Regions from separate parts of the Zea mays genome. Here region 1 is linked to region 2. The links are chromatin contacts, called in public Hi-C maps. All regions are on one chromosome and are shown on one strand. The core of a region is the stretch at or near the end of the contact, and the rest is flanking DNA. Distances in the headings are between cores, read along the strand shown.

The links. A called contact is a pair of places that touch in the nucleus more often than the background predicts.
Region 1: a Hi-C map of endosperm shows a contact between it and region 2, with 9 times the contacts expected there. The contact joins two enhancer-like sites. A contact is called at or near these places in 2 of 25 Hi-C or Micro-C datasets (endosperm and leaf mesophyll).

The regions. Positions count from the first base shown.
Region 1 is chr3:108,394,231-108,396,930 of Zm-B73-REFERENCE-NAM-5.0, forward strand. No RefSeq gene overlaps it. Among protein-coding and RNA genes, the nearest start is that of LOC109945263, 23 kb to the left of the region's middle. Within about 2 kb of position 1,356, at least 17 of the 20 cell types and tissues checked have an H3K27ac peak or open chromatin away from gene starts, as enhancers often do. A contact at or near this core is called in endosperm and leaf mesophyll, where this site is marked.
Region 2 is chr3:108,188,245-108,190,944 of Zm-B73-REFERENCE-NAM-5.0, forward strand. No RefSeq gene overlaps it. Among protein-coding and RNA genes, the nearest start is that of LOC103650299, 120 kb to the left of the region's middle. Within about 2 kb of position 1,312, at least 18 of the 20 cell types and tissues checked have an H3K27ac peak or open chromatin away from gene starts, as enhancers often do. A contact at or near this core is called in endosperm and leaf mesophyll, where this site is marked.

The DNA.
Region 1 (2,700 bases), core at 106-2,605, 210 kb after region 2:
CAACCCAAGGACCTCCCTACACTGACCACTCCCCTACTGCCCTTGCCCCTTTCGGGTAAGGTAGTCTTCCACTAGCTTTCCTAGTTAGTCAGCCAAGGGCGTCCCATACCACCCTTGTGGTAGCACTGTTTTCCCAGGTGGTTCTCCATGTTCCAATTAACATAATGATCTTATCATGAACAGTAAATAACAAACTAATAATAAAAGTGTGATGGTGAATAATGTATATCTCTATACCCAAAACCACATAAAGCAATAGCAGGTACTACCCAAAAATTCAGTGGTAAACAAGGTATAAAGATAGTAAAACTAGGGTAACCTATTGGGTCCCATCAAAATTAACCTATGCAGATCATTATGAGTAATAAGAACGTGATTGGGTAAAAAGAAGTGATCAATGGCACAACTTGCGTAGGACTTGAGATTCCAGGTACCAGGATGATCTTCTGGTGACTCGTAATCTCGCGCTAGTCATAGCAATACAAACAAACAATGTATATGCTAAATTAACATCACATCAAACATAAGTACAAACTGAATAATAATGATCTACACGAAGGTACGAGATCGTGGGTTTGAGAATCACTAAAATCAGAGTTATGGTTAAAGAATTAGGATTTATGGCAGATCTACGTGGTTTAAATATTAAATTATATTATAAACTGGTTAGTGTATATCATATGAGAGACTATTCTATAAATAGTTAACTCAACCTTAATTTTAATTATAACTTAACTAGAGATCATATTTTTAATCAAACTATAATTATGGATTGGTTAACTTCGATTAGAGGAGTTAATCTATTAAACATAGGCTAGACAAATTTCTAATAATAAAAGTATAAGGTGTGATAAATGTTAGTGTCATACTATACATATATGATATTATTATGAATCTAACGCAATTCGAACGGATCAATTCGGAGTTACGGTTCTAAAGATACGATTTTCCGAAGTTATTAAGTGCTTGGCACGGGATAAATTAGGTAAACAATTTTAATCTATGTTTCATGATAAAATAAGGTTACTAGATGATAAAAAATATTAAAATGAACTTAATGCAATTGGAATGGATCAATTCCGAGTAAAAACGAAGGAGATATGGTTTTTCTACAATTCTAAATTTATTTTCGTAGCAAAAACAATTTCCAGAAATACTTTATAACTATCAGGGCTATTTTGTAAATTTCTAGGGACCTAACCGTAATAGTTTTCAACCAGCGAGGGATGTCGGTTTGGTTTATAAAGAACTCAGGGTTTCTTTTGCATATTCGTCCTACTGAAGGGGTATCTCGCCACATGAGCCCTTCGATCCGACACCGACGGCCCAGATTAAAAGATCCATCGCATGAACCGGTACGAGCTGTACACCGTCAGATTAAATAACTATGGTCCAGATTTTTATTATGGCACAAACCAGTTTCCACCATCCGATCACCCAGCAACGGCCAGATCTTTATGAGACGAAGGGGTATCCACGATAAAATCCAAGCCGTCCATCACGGAATCAATGGTCACAAGACCTTCTTCCCCAGGGCGGTGGCCAGGACGCTTGAGTCCGAGCCCCATTCGGCCATTCCCCTCGCCAGAAAGCGACGACGCGCCGGCCACCCCGCGGCGGAGGGCCTCCCGGCGACATGCTAATGCTAGGACTAGGCCACTCCCCACCCAACACCTAGGTGCTAAAGCTTGAAGGAGCAACGACGAACTCGATGGAAATAGATTTACCCGAAATCATGGTGGCAATGAAGCACTCCACGGTCCTATGTGGTTTCACGGCGACACGAAAACTCAGCAAGCAATTCCCGGAATCCCAGTCCTCGACCGCGCTCGTAGCTGCATCGGACACGTTTTGTGAACTCCATAGATCACTCATGTCCACCTTGCGTACTCCAAAAGATGGTGTAGGATGAGATCAACAGCGGCGGCCTTCATCGCCCTGTTTCACGGTGGGGGGTTGGCTTTGGGGCGCTCAGTTTTGAGGGAGGATAGAGGGGAGGAGCGGCCCCCATTTTATACTCCGAGGAGCACGACCTGAGCAATCGAAGTCCGAGCTCCAAATCTCGCCATGGTGGTTCGTCGGGTGGAGCAGGGTGCGATTCTGTTGTGAGCTCGATGGGGAATGCTGACGGCGTGGGTCCCAGAGGTCAGTGGACGACTTCCAGTGCGCGCTGAAGAGGTAGCCGACGGAGCAGGCTCCACATGGAAGTGCCACAAAAGAAAAAGAAAAGGAAAGAGCGTAGAGTGGGCTACACGGAGGTGTTGGTGGGCCGAGACAAAGGGGTTTCGGCCCAGATAAGGTTTGATATTTTCTTTTCCTCCCCTTTTTTTCTATTTTCATTCTCTCTTGTCTACTTAAATTCAAATTCAGGTTTCATTTAGATTCAAATTCACATCAAAGTTTGAGTTTAACTTTAAATGCACAGACAAGACTCCAAGCATGAGTGCAGGGTTTATTTTTTTATATTAATTGCATTATTCATTTAAGCAAATACTTGTAAGTGTATATTTTATACACACCAAATATATGTTTTAATGAAATAATTTCTATTGCATAATTTTATTAAGAGTTGGTTTAACCTAACCATTTTAGATAATATCTCTAAACATTTTTTAAAAAATAACTTAATATATATAAGATCATTAAATCTTTTATTATTATCTATATTTATTTTAGGAGATGTGACTTCAAAAATTTAAA
Region 2 (2,700 bases), core at 62-2,561:
ATTAAAGCATCACCATCAAGGTATCTAGAATAACTCTAATAAAGGAGCTCCCAAGGCTGCTCATAACCGTGAGCACGAATGATATACCTGTTTCTAACCCTCTGCAGTGGTCGCACACTTTACCCATGAGTCGTGATCCCTCTTTGCCTTGTGTTGTATAGACCCTTAAACACTCCCAAGGTGAGTTGGCAAGGTTTCACTACATAGCCTTTACAAAGATTCCCTAGAGATAGTAGCCATCTGTTAGGTTTCTTCAGTTTGAATAACACAGTACCTCTCCCCGCAGGAGGGGTGACTAACAAAACCAAAATGAACGAACCTCGGCACCCAGCCTCAGTAGAGCAATTATTGTGCCCAGACCCCATTGATGGCACAATGGTGAAGCCGACTACATCCCAAGTTCCTCTAATTAATCAGCTAAGGGCGTCCCATACCACCCTCATGGTTGTACTGTTTTCCTAGGTGGTCATCCAACGAACAAGTCCTTACGGAGAGGCACTCAGGAAACAGTCCGAGTCCCCTTTAGTGCCACAAGTTCATCATCATAACCAGATTAACATCATCATATCATAAAGTATTCTCATCATGTTCATTGATTAAAGTAAAGCACTAGCATGATATTAATCATAGTTGCCAAATCCTAAAGGATAATCAAGGACAGGATAAACAATAAACTAGTCAATCCTTAGGTTGATCATGGTATGCAGGGAAATGAATTATCATGTAAGTAGGACATAATGGGTCAGAGGAAACTTGCCTTCACTAAGTTGCTGCTAAGGGAAATCTCCTGCAAGACCCTTGGGAACCACGGACTATTCATTGTCTAAGCAAAGCAATCATCGTAATACCCAAATCATATTGAATAAAGGAGTTAGAGTATTTGATGTTTAAGGGAATTTTCATTATATCTGACACATGCATATATAAATATATACACATACAAGTTAATAAATTCCTTAATAACTTGAAAGAATATATATAAAATAACGAAAATACTTCTTCATGCTGGTATTTTGATTTGAGCATATGATCTAAGTGTTAAATTCACAACAAAATTTGGATTTAAATTTGAGATTTAAAAATAAAAAGGAAAAGAAAACAAAAAAAGAAAAGGAAAAAGGAAAAAAAGAAAAACTAAAGACGTTGCATGGGCTAAAACTCCCCCAGTCTGCCCATCTAACCGAAACCCCCCCTATGCGGCCCAGCCGGGGATTCAGCGCGTCGACATGAGGGACCTGGCCCTCAGTCTTACGCGGATGCAGACAGGTGGAACCCGGGCTGCCCATCGCACGAGCGCTCGCTCCAAGTGTTCCCAAACACTGACAAAGCGAGCCCACCTACCAGACAACAGCTCCATGTGCTTCCCTGTGCAGATGCCTCGCTATCCTGTGGACCCGAGCTGTCAGTTGTACCCTCCCCTGCTTCGCGCGCATGGCGGGCGGCCACAACCGATGCGCCAAGAACCCCCGACTCCAGCTAGCCCAACCTCCCATGCTCGGACCTATATGAAGAGAGGTATCCCCTTGGTCGCGCCCATCCGCACCGCACAAGACCATCCAAACCCTTGCCGCAGGTGTGGGGGAGTTGTTGGCGCCGCCGCCCGGGGAGAACTCGCCCCATCGCCGATCTGTACGCGTAGTCGTGCCGTGGTGCGTCTCTAGCGCGTGGTGAAGTTGTTCATAGACTCGGCAGAGGGAGTTGATCGTCGGGGCGGAGAGAACTTCTCACAGGAGAAAGAAGATCGAGGCGGATCGACCATCAGTGCGGGTGGGCCTCTCTGTGCCATCAAAGCTGGTATGTTTCCCTTGCCTACACTCGCACGGCGATTCGTTAGGTTAAACGCTGGTCAGGTTGGGGAAAGTGCACCTTGGCGCGGGGTTAGAGTTCACCGGCGGGGTGCGCCACCGTGCGGGCGCTGCGCCGCTGTTTGGTGACCTCCATGGAGAAGGATAGGTCTGTTGCCGTAGATCCAAAATTGGACATTTAGGATCACGTACGGTGTACCGGTTCGAGGGTCTTCATCTGGGTCGTCCATTTTTGCTTGTAGGGTAGTGATTGGATCTGGGGTATTTTAAAACCGCCACCGTTGGATGATCGATTGGTGGCCAGGATTAGATCGTGTTTTCATAAAACTCGAACCGTAAGATTTAGACCTAAGGGTCAAAGACTCGCATCCCTTTGCGATTTAATCTGGACGCTCGGTGTGGATCCAACAGTCCATGATCGCCGATACTGATACCCTTTCGGCTATGAAACTTTATAAAAGAACCCCTAGCGTTTGTACTTATCAACCCGCAGTCTAGGTTACTGATAAGATCATTACGCCGAGGCCCTGAATTTTGCAAAATAAACCATAAACTTCTCAAAAATAATGCGCGCAGTTCAGAAACCTAATAAATTAGGTAAATTAATATAGAAAATGTTTTTATTATAAAAATAATTCCAAAATCTTGTTTAATTCATAGAAAATCCATTTTAACTCCTTTTTATCCATTCCAGTTGCATTAATTTTATATCAATATTGTCAATCACCTGGTAACTCTGTTTTATCATGAAACATAGATTAAAATTATCCACGTAATTTATTCCATATGAACCACTTAAAACTTCGGAAAATCATAACTCTTTAACCGTAACTCTGAATTTAGTGATTCTCGAACCTACGATCTCGTTATGATGCGTAGAATATAATTATGTAGT